Linked DNA regions of Anser cygnoides: region 1 is linked to region 2. Evidence: chromatin contacts called from public Hi-C data. All regions are on one chromosome and are shown on one strand. Each heading gives the region's core, a stretch centred on a gene start, on an enhancer-like site or on the middle of the called end of the contact. The rest is flanking DNA. Distances are from core to core; before and after follow the strand shown.

Evidence for each region. A called contact is a pair of places that touch in the nucleus more often than the background predicts.
Region 1: a Hi-C map of liver shows a contact between it and region 2, with 4 times the contacts expected there. The contact joins the enhancer-like site here to the promoter of PDS5B in region 2. A contact is called at or near these places in 3 of 7 Hi-C or Micro-C datasets (granulosa cells and liver).

Annotation. Positions count from the first base shown.
Region 1 is chr1:188,989,833-188,995,467 of Taihu_goose_T2T_genome, forward strand. All of the region lies in intron 3 of FRY (FRY microtubule binding protein), which reads right to left. Among named protein-coding and RNA genes, the nearest start is that of FRY, 69 kb to the right of the region's middle. Within about 2 kb of position 3,384, at least 2 of the 3 cell types and tissues checked have open chromatin away from gene starts, as enhancers often do. A contact at or near this core is called in liver, where this site is marked.
Region 2 is chr1:188,698,583-188,703,909 of Taihu_goose_T2T_genome, forward strand. PDS5B (PDS5 cohesin associated factor B) reads right to left here and starts at 3,028. Exons shown (of 35, transcript XM_048048072.2): 1 at 2,225-3,028.

The sequences.
Region 1 (5,635 bases), core at 2,134-4,633, 290 kb after region 2:
AGTATACAAAATCTGTCAGTGTAATAAGCTTTCTAATGATGAATACTAGAGTTTTATGTATTTGATTTATGATATGGCTACATGGGAGTTTGTAAGTTAATGATAATATAACATTTTTTGCGCCTAAGTAACAAATCAAAGATCCAAAATACAAAGCCTACCATGATGAAGCACCTGCTGATTACCAAGATAGCAGAAGCATTGCTTCAACTACAGACATTTCCACGTAACTCAAACTCAGCTCTTGTGACATGCAGTCCCCCATCTGTTCTCTCATCTGCCTTCTGAGATCAGAGGTAGGACATATCCAGGAGCTGTGGATTCCTTGATTATATCCGTCTGTGGCGGAACAAAGTCTATGAAATTTCCAGGCCCCAGCTATGGAAAAACCAGGTTGGGAGAAGTTGCTTGTCACCATGGTCAGAAGTGTTTTTGTGACCAGCACACTGCATGAAAAGCTATTTTCACTGCAAAACGTCTGAGAAATAGCCTTCCAAAACCTTCACTCAAGCAAAGAAAAGAAAATAAGAAGAATACATAGTGCTGGAGGTGCTCACAATATCTATCTTGAGGCATCCAATTTAGATGCCTACACTGGGAGGTGAGTGCCTCCAGCATGACTCAAGCATTCCCAAGAGTTCCAGTACAGAGCGCAATTACTTTCCCAAACAGCCTATTTCTCTTCAGTATCTACACATGATACTTACGGTAGCTACTTTGGTAAATCAGGCACTTTATTTAGATTCTCAATATTTGGCAGTATAGGTACCCATTTTGTTCATTTTTTTCTGTGACTACTATTTATAACAGCAATACAGGCACTTTAGTCCTCTATGTTCTGAGCGCTGCTTGCAGGCATCCTTAAAAAAGCATACGGCGATATGAATACAGCACAGTCCTTGTACAAGTTTTCAGAGCTCATTTTGGTTTGGTATGAAAAGATCTGATTGGCTTTTGCAATCTGAACTCTTCAAAATCTGAGGTTAAATGCAAAGAGTAGCTGAAGCCTCTAAATGGGCGATGACTAACAAAGCAAGTACAGACTACACTTGGATTTTGTATTTATGCTGCTCTCTTTCCTAGTGCTCACAAACTGGTTTTCTTCTAGTTGTAGAAACAAAGTGGAACAGTGGGTTCCTTATTTGTTGCAAACAGAATGCGTCTTTTACCTTACATAGCAGGTAGCGACTGTATTTACAAGTGCACAAATACCTGCTAACAGTGCAAAGCCGCTCTTCAGTCTGCAGTTACCTGTCTCTATCATCCAGACTCTCCTACAGTGTGATTCTGCAAGATATGGCGCACTTCACCCCTAATCCAGCAAAGAGCATAAGCAAAAGACTTAATTTTTTTTTTTTGGCCTAGTTTGTGCTTAATGCCTTGCTTCTCTCTTTGCTAGGTGTCAGTCATTCTGCTCCTGCTCAGCTCCCCGCAGCTTCAAGGCACAGATGTAGACACAGATCCCAAAGCCAACACTAGCTTTACTAACTATTGGAAGTTTTAACACTCTTTTTGATTTTCTACAGCTTCTCCAACTTATACAGCTTTTCCTCCTTAATTTGAGTCAAACGCTTTGTCCTTCTTGCCAGATACTGCTGTGTGCTAAAGTACGCCTGTGCCTCTGATTTCTATAGAATCAGCTGGATTTACATTGGTATAGCTTGTATAAAAGTTTGGCTTGCTGGAGTTCTTTCCCAAAGGAGATAGTAAGGACTGCATATTAGCATTTCTGTGTTTTTGCCACGGTCTAGTTCTTCTGCACAAAATACAGCAAGCCTACAAAGAATGATTTCCAGACCGACAGGGTTCCAGTACAGAACACACGTAACAGATCAAACCAAAAAGTTATCTATTATATTATCATATCCTGAGTTATATTGCATTGCATTCATGATTTCACATTCCCTTCTTTTATAAACTACTTGGAACCTCTCTACAAAAGACTGCACTGGCATTCAGATGGATGCTGGTCATAATTGGATGGCATTCAGGTGCCTAAATATAGGTGTCTAGTGCCATTTTAGGTACCCTGAGGCATGTGGCTATTCACTGAGACTGGCAAATGTAAGATCTACATTAGGTCCACAGCCTTGGGAAGCAGTAGTTGGAGGCTTTCTGCTGGACACTTACATTTAGGTACCTGATCTACATTTAGGTACCTGATTTCCTCCCACTGGTTTCAGAAGGGGGGAAAAACACACACACACACAAAAAATCTTTGTACTAATTGTGAACTGGTAAGCCCACGTGTGAGCCAGAAATAAAAAAAAATAATAATAAAAAATAATAATATTTTTATATTTACTCAGAAAAAAAGACCACAATATTTATATGTAGTGAGTTTTTTTTCTTCAACTTGGCATTTGTTGAGTTTATGAACTTTTTTTTCCTTCCATTAAAATATTCGGCAGGATTTTTGTTTTCCCCACTACAACTTGCATAACATGATACGTTTCAAGCTAAACATTAACAAGCAGCTTGCACACATACTTTGCTAATATCCTCTGTTAAAATGAAAACCAAAATCGTTACCTAAATCAACTGAACTCTAAGTACCTACAATGTCACACAATTTAGTGTAAAACACTTTAGGGTCCAAATTAAAAGTACAGATCGACAAGAAAGCACAGCACAAAATAAGACTTCATTAAGCAAACCTGATTTAACGTGATATGCTATAAATAAAGTAATAGAAATCCTCCTTAGTTTTATGTATTTATATTTTTTTGCTGCACCATTTTGTTTTGCCTTCTGTTTGCAACTGACTGTTAAGATATTGCCACCTAGTGATGGAAAACAAAACAAGCAGAAGCCGGACAGTAAAAAACAATGCATAGGGAATGCATATTTACATTGCAAACTGTGTCGGAATGGAAGATACGTACAGAGAAACAACACACGTCTGTATTTCTGGAAAAAAAGGATAGAAGACAATTTGGATAAAATCACATAAAATATTTGGGATTATTCATGTATCACCCAGCTCCCATCCTCAGTTTGTTCAGTGGATTCACGAGAGTAATTGAACGGATCAGAAGCAGTTTGTGACTTAGGCTGTTACCTGGAAATAACAAATCATAACTACCTACTAAGGATTTCACGGAGCATTAACTAGTTAATGCTGGAATTATGCCTTCCAGACTCACAGTACTGTTATCCTTTCCTCGATTTGTTTTGGAGCTGTCAAACTGGGATGTTCTCTTAAGACTCTGCGGGTTCTTCATTCGCGCAGACCTCCCGTACATGTGCTAACACCACACAGTCCTGTGAGCCAGTTTGAAATCTTCACAATTATCACTGGGGCGTGCACTCAGGCAGCACAGACGCAAGAAATCCTGCTGCACAGGTCAAAATGCTGCCTGCATCCTCCAAGCACAGCCTACAGGGATCAGCAGGCGTGAAGAACAGTCTGAGCAGTATTTGCTCCCTGCTCTTCACCTTACAGTCTCCAGGCACAATCCCCGAACAAGCTGGTTTCTGTTATTATAATCCTTTAAACTAATTTCCTTCTCAATTTTGTTACAAGTCCTTATCTATACTGTAGATAAAATTATGTAACTTACTCCCCAAACATCCCAGCATGACGTAATTTTGAAGAACTTCTTGAAAGCAGGAAATTTCCAAACCACCCTTGACAGCGCCTCTAATTTTGGGTGCCTGTTTCAGAGACGAGATCAGGGACAGAACCCCAACCACCCACTCAAAGCATAATTTCCATGAGGTAATTTATGCCTTAAAGATTTGCACCAGGTCACAGACCTTGGAAAAAGAGAAGCCAGGAGCGGTGGCTGTCACTGTTTTCCTCTCGGTATGAAATTTCATTACACAATGAATACATAGACCCAACCCCAAAATAGTCAAAAACTGAGGGTGATACTCAGGGCCTCTTCCACTTCCTTTCCACAGCGTAGTTTTATCTCTTACACCATCCTCACAGCAAGCCCTGCAAGAGGACAGATAAGTACAAGGCAGGAAGGGGAAGGGTTGGAGCACGCTGATCACTAGATATTGCGAGTTTCTATAGGGTCTCTAGGGATGTCTAACAATTACTGCATGCTATTATAGCTGAGATCATCAGACTTCTCAGCTTCTCCTCTCTTATTCCCATTCCAGCACTGCCCATTAGCCGGCATTCCCTGAGGTTCAGGCCTAGATTCCTCCTCCTCTCTCAGGGCCCCGTGACGGGACACCCCAACCTGTCCCCTCCTCCCCAGTGTGGGCAGGAGGCAGCCGGCTGGGAACCTGCTTTAGGAAAAGCTACCTGACCTTACAATCATAGAATAGAATCACAGAATCATTAAGGTTGGACCAAATATCTTGGAGGTCTTTTCCAACCATCCCCCTACCAGCAATGTCACCCACTAAACCACGTCCAACCTCTCCTTGAATACCCCCAAGGATGGTGACTCCACCACCCCCTGGGCAACCCGTCCCAATGCCTGACTGCTCTTTCTGAGAAGAAATGCCTCCTCATTTCCAACCTGAACCTCCCCTGGCACTACTTGAGGCCATTCCCTCTAGTCCTATCACTAGTTACCTGTGAGAAGAGGCCGACCCCCAGCTCCCCACACCTTCCTTTCAGGCAGTTGCAGAGAGCAATGAGGTCTCCCCTGAGCCTCCTCTTCTCCAGACCAAACAACCCCAGTGCCCTCAGCCGCTCCTCATAGGACTTGTGCTCCAGGCCCTTCATCAGAGAAGTGCCAGAGATGCTGCGAGGAGCAGAGGGAGCAGACAAGGAGCCACTTGCACCTACCCACAGAGGCACAACTGGTCCCACAACCTAGGTGTCCCTGCCCAAACGTGAACCACATCACACCCTTTTGTTTTCCTGAATTTGTCTCCCTAGCAGAATGAAATGCTCAACATTCTCTGCAAGATACCTCCCATACCATGCTGCATTTGTATGATGTTTCCATTGAACATCTAATTAGGGGCAGGAATTTTCAGTGCAGTAGCTCCAATTTGCTCTCAAACACCAGTCCACTGTTCAGCAGACAGTTCTTCCTACCTCTATTTATGCACTTCTTGCAATGTGATTTTTTAACACAAACGTTTTCCTGAATCCTAAAATACATTTACAGACAGGTCTTCTTTCTCTTAATTCTACCACAGCAGTTCCTAAACCTCTCTCCGATTTAAAGTAGGATGTTCTTGTGATAAGCTACTTGCTTACTTGTTCTTTTTTTAAACTTTCCTTTCCGTCCTCTAGTTTTGTCTTTAATTATTAACACTTCTTCCTTTCTGACTGACCTATTTGGACACTCACACCTCACCATCTTCATTACTGTGCACAAAGATATCCTCCTGATTACATCCCTTTGCTCCACCAGTAACGTCAACCTTAGAAACTGATTTTTTACTTTCCTCGTAAAATGAGAATAAACCTTTTGGAAGAGTTTCAGCCAACTTCCCTCTATTACAGATCACGGTAAGGTGGACAGCAGGTCAGACTGTGCTACATTTGCTGCCTCTTCCACCTTCCTATCAGGTGTCATGCTCTCCCTGCTATCAAAGAGGCTGCCAGACCAGTCGGGCTCAGGTCTGGGGCAGCACATGCACACCCTGTAGCATAAACACCTCCACCCTGTATGGGTTTTATCTATAAAACATTCACTCTGAATTATTCAAAAAAACG
Region 2 (5,327 bases), core at 1,778-4,277:
ATTGCTCCCGCAAAAATTCTTCATGTTCAACAAGTCGCCTGGGTCACCTCTTCCAAAGTCGGGGTAATGAAAATGCATTTAGTGCAAAAACCTTTAAATGAAGACCCCTTGCTGAAAGAATCCTACACACACCCATACAACCTTTTACTGTTCTGTATGCATACGAACGGTGTGACTGAAAAAATGAGAGCATAGAAAAGTATAACCTGAGACCTGCTAGAGAGCAACGTATCCCAAAAGAAAAAGCATCTCTTTTCGTCTACAGGAGGTAATGCAGCCTCCTGCTCTAGAGCCAGAAATGGATAAGGCGCAACATCATGTCCATATTTCTTTACAATACTTTTCCAAATGCTAGCACTGACTGTTGTATTTTTTAAAATATATTTTTAGTTACAGCTTAATAATGATTTAGCTGACTTGCTCGATTTAAGTCTATAAGTAAGCTTGCTAGATACAGTCTAAAACCCATATTTATACGGTGCATGAGAAAACAATTCAGCAGCATACAGATGTTATAGACACATTATTTTCCACTTTAATTCAACTTACTTGTTTCATCAAGAACTATACAGTTCATCCAGGTTGTACACTAAGCAGTAAAGAAATGCAAGAAAGTCACAGGCAATTATAACTGTATAAGAACTTTAAAAAAATCACCCCCTGCCTCACAGTAACACAGTACAGCCTTGCTTCAAGCACAGACGCAAGATGTCACACAAGAACTAAACTACTTTGGCCAGTGGTGCTCGCTTTCCAGTGTGGACGATGCACATGATGCACAGACCTCTGCTGAACTGTCTTTACCTGACTGAGTATCGCTCCCTGCTTTCTTTTCGGGTACGCTCAGCATAACGTAAATCCAGCTGTTTCGCGTCTTTTCGCACGAGTGCATGCAGTATCTAGAGCGTATCATTCAAGAGGTAGCAAACAAAACTGCATCAACTGAACCCCAAACTGTTCCAATAGTTCGAAAGGGGAAAACCCGAAGGAATGCATGCCACCTTACCTCCTTCCTAAAAGGTGATTTGACACCCGTTTTCAGCTCTGAAGCCGCTCACATTTTAAGCACTCCCTCCTATTCCCTTCCCAGCACGGAGAAATCAATTTCAGCCAAAGCACCTTCCCACCGAGCACAAAACAAAGAGCAACACGAAAATACTTCGGCAGTTGCGTTAAATCAGAAAGCAACGCCTAACGAAATAATCGCCGTCCTCAGCAAGCGGTCGTGCAGGAAGCGAACCCAAAAGTCGGGACAAGGCAAAACCCCAGCTCTGGAGGAGCCGGTCTGCTGCAGTTTAATTTTCCAGGATTGTTCACCATCATTAATTGTTGATTTGTTTGGAAGCACAGATAGTGATTTATTTGCAGCGGGATGAAGTTACAGACCTAGATTCCTGACCAGAGGCTCTCAACGTAAACAATGCATACCCTATAAATTAACCATTCTCCATCTGGCAATTCGGATGTAAAATTCATAGTTTTTCACCTAACAGGCAGCGCCACCCCCCCCCTTCCCTTTCCCTCCCGACCGCTTTCTAACAGAGCCTGATGCAAAAAGGGGGAGGGAAAAGGAGGAAAAAAAAAAAAAAGCCAGCATGAAAGAAACGGGCTGGCAGCAAGTGAGGACCCACCGAGCCGAGGTCCTGCCGGCCTCCACCTCCCTCCCCGGGGCTGAGGATCGGCTCGGAGGCAGGGAAATAAGGGGGGGGGTCCCCTCTGCCAAACCCGGGGTGCAGCCCGGGAGGGGACGAGGCCGGCTGCGAGCGAGGGGCAGGGAGGGGACAGCCTCCAGCCTCCCCCCCCCCAGCCTCCAGGAGCCACCGGGGCTGAGCGGGAGGGAAAAAAAAAAAAAAGAGGGGGGAGAGCAGGAACGGGGTGACCCCCCCAAACCCCAAAGCCGGGGCACAGCGCACCACCACCGCCCCCCCTTCCAAAAATACCAAGGTCACCCCCCCCCCCCCGTGGGGCAAATTTAATTTAATTTGCGACGGCGGCCACGGGGAAGGGGGGAGGGGAGCAGCCCCGCGGAGGGGCGAGGGGGATGGGAAGGGGGGAGCCCTCGTCGCCTCCTTCTTCCTTCCCCCCCCCCGCTCCTCCTCCTCCTCCTCTTCCTCCTCAAGCGCTCGGTCCGAGCCGGCGCCCCCCCAGCCCCCGGGGAAGGGAAAATGGAGCGGGGGGGGGGGGGGGGAGCGAGAAGCGGTGGCCGCCGTGCCCGGCTCCTTACCCCGCCGCAGCCGCCTCTCGTCGCCGGTCCCAGGCGGGTCCGCTCCGCTCGGCTCCGCGCCGCCGCTCGGGGCTGGGAGAGGAGCCGCCGCCGCCGCCGCAGCCAATCGCCTCTAACCCCCTCCCCTTCCGCAGCTCGCCCCGGTCCCCCTGTCGGCTTCAAAATGGCGCCAACTCCTCGCCGCCTGCTCCAATGGCACCGCCGGGGGAGGCGAGCGGGGACAGAGCGGGGCAGCAGCGACCCCTGCCGGCCCGCAGCCGCCGCCGCAGCGCCCCGAAAAGGCGGCGCGGAGAGCCCCCGGCACCCCGCCCGGACTCTCCCGGCCGCCTCGATGCCGGGTGTGGGGAGCGGGAGGGGAGCCGCGACCCCTTCCCCTTCTCCGGGGGTCTCCTCACGCGGCCGCCGCTTTCCAGGCGGGGGATCCCGCGACCAACCGGCCCTGCCTCCCCCGAAAGGCGGCCGGCAGTTGCACGCCGCTGAGTGAATCCTGGCTACGAGCGAAAAGCTCATTTATTTATTTATTTATTTATTTATTTAGGGAAGACGCCCCGAGATTTCCACGCTAGCCGAGCCTTTACTTCAGCAACCCGGCACCTACAGAAAGCGGAGACCGTGAGGAGGAGATAAAGCGGCCCAAACGGAGCTCTGCGATCTGTTGACAGATGAGCTACGGGCGACCACTCTGTACCACGTAAATTAGTGAAACACATATTCCCCCCCACGCTCCCCAAGCAACACGAACTATAAAAGGATTAGCGTAAAACCGTAAGCAATAAAGTTGCTGAACTGTGGAGAAAGACCAAAAAAATAAAGTAGCAGAATCGCTCATCAAGCCCTTTGGTCTTGCTTCAATGAGTGTGAGAGTTTCAGGGGCACCCTTACAGGAAAATGTGAACAGAAAAGTGATGCAATTTCTTCTCACTGCTACAGATAAAATGCTGCCTCTGTGGATGGCACACGAGGAGAAAATAAAAGTGCATGAAGTGTACAGATTTAAGAAACTGACTGTCCGCACTCAGCAGATCTGGTGAAACACACTCAGGGCTTTGTCCATGGTGGCATACAAATGTTTAAAGAGCATATCAGTCAAGATGTTTCAGCTAATATTTTAAATCTTTAAATAAGTTCTCTCAAGTTTTCTGAACTGGAAAGCTCCTTGTAACCAGCTTGCCTTCTTTTCACTGAAGTTTTAATCGAAGTTAAACATCGGCATCACCTAATGAAGGATACAGAAGCCCTACCAGGATAAGTTGCCTTAACTATTACAGAAAAATCAGTTTTCAGGCCCCAAACCTCCCCTTGGTTATATTTCTGGGTGAATTACATTACATTCCTGAAAACAGCAGCACTACCACACAGGCATCACGGAGAGGAACGGTGTGCCTGACAACTTTGTTTTACCTATTATTTTGGGGAAGGATCCTGTGCTTACAGTCAAGGATGTATTATTTTTTTCATGCAAGTTGAACAAGTGCCCCACAATCCCCACTGCTGTCATGTCTGTAGGCCTATCTAGATGTAAAAAAAAAATAAAATAAAAATATATTTTTTTTTTCTGCAGAGCACTTGCACATGTGTGTGGTGGTGGTAGAAAAGCAGCAGAAAAGTTCAATATTCATCCAACTATTGAAATTGCAAAACTTTGTGTTTAACTGTGGAAGTAACTGCTGTGTTGCCATACTTTGCAAATATTTTGCTCCCCTTTATTGACGGAGGTCTCACTTAGGGCTGCCAGCTGCAGTCGGGATGCCTGGGGCTACGAATGCTCTGAGCAGTAAAATGAGGTGCTGCTGCCTAAGGAGGCCTCTCCCCCGTCACGGTCCGGCCTTCATTTCCAGGCAGAAATTTAAAATTTAGATTAAAACCTCAGAAACCTGCCTTTTGGAGGTTACGCCTCTCCTCCCCCGTTTCCCATCCCCTCACTTTTCAGAGTGCCCCAGCCGGGGTCCCCAGCGCACCGTGCCCCGCGTTGTGGCCTCAGGGGCCGAGCGCCCGGCGCCCTTCGGCAGTACCGTGCCGAGCCCTCAGGGGGGAGCCCGCCCGGCGCCGCTTCTCCGCCGCCCCGGGGCCGCTTGCGAGCCTTCCTCCCGCCGTCCCTCTGTGCCCCGGGGCCGATTCGCCCCGAGGGCGGTGAAAGCTGCCCGGCCTCGGCCCCGGCCCGGTGGTGGTGGTGGTAGCGGCGAAGGCGGGCGGCCGCGCTGTGAGGAGGCGCCGCCATGCCGAGGTTCGGCGGCTCGGGCGGCAGGAGGCAGCGTGGGGCTGCCGCTCGCTCCTCAAACGCTGAGGAAATCCCGTCGGCAGCCCTTCTGCCGCGGGTGTCTTCGGAAAGTGCTTTTGGGAAGTGTTAAGGACCAATATGCCACCTAAAGTAGAGAAAAACACGGTCCCCTTTGTTGCAGTCCTAAAAGAAAGCTGCTATTTGTGAGCACTGGGTTTGTTCCTGAGGGCGGACTCAGCCTCTCCCCCAAGAAATCATAGAATCATAGAATTATAGAATCATTAAAGTTGGAAAAGACCTTCAAGATCATCTGGTCCAACCATCACCCTACTGCCAATGTCACCCACTAAACCGTGTCCCTAAGCACCAGGTTTCGCTTTCATTGAACACCCCCAGATGTCGCACCTCTCAGGGGTGACTGTAAGCAGGCTCATTTCCACTAGCTTTGCCACCACCTAAAAGTGCAGACAAAAGTAAGGATGCCCAGTATTTGGTAACCAGCAGTCGCACCAGGACCCACAACGTGGTTTTCCCAGAGTGAGACCCATACCTTGCATTTCTACTTGCAATTGACCCTTGCACTGGGTCAAGAACAGTATCTGCATTCACCTCAAGCAGGGCCTTCCTCAGTTGTAAAATTTGATCGTATTTATCTGTCCTGTCTTCTCACAATCAGAATCCAAACCCCTTTGGTCTTCCCTTGTAAAACAGCTAATCCATCCCCTTGGATTATTTTAGTCATCTCTCTAAATACACTCTTTAATGCATTTGTGTCTGCAGACCAGAACTACACACTGTACTCACTTCAGATAGGAATAAGTTCAGGTTTCTGACAGAGTTACATACTACTTTCTGCCTTGCTCTCAGTACTCTCCCTGATGGTGT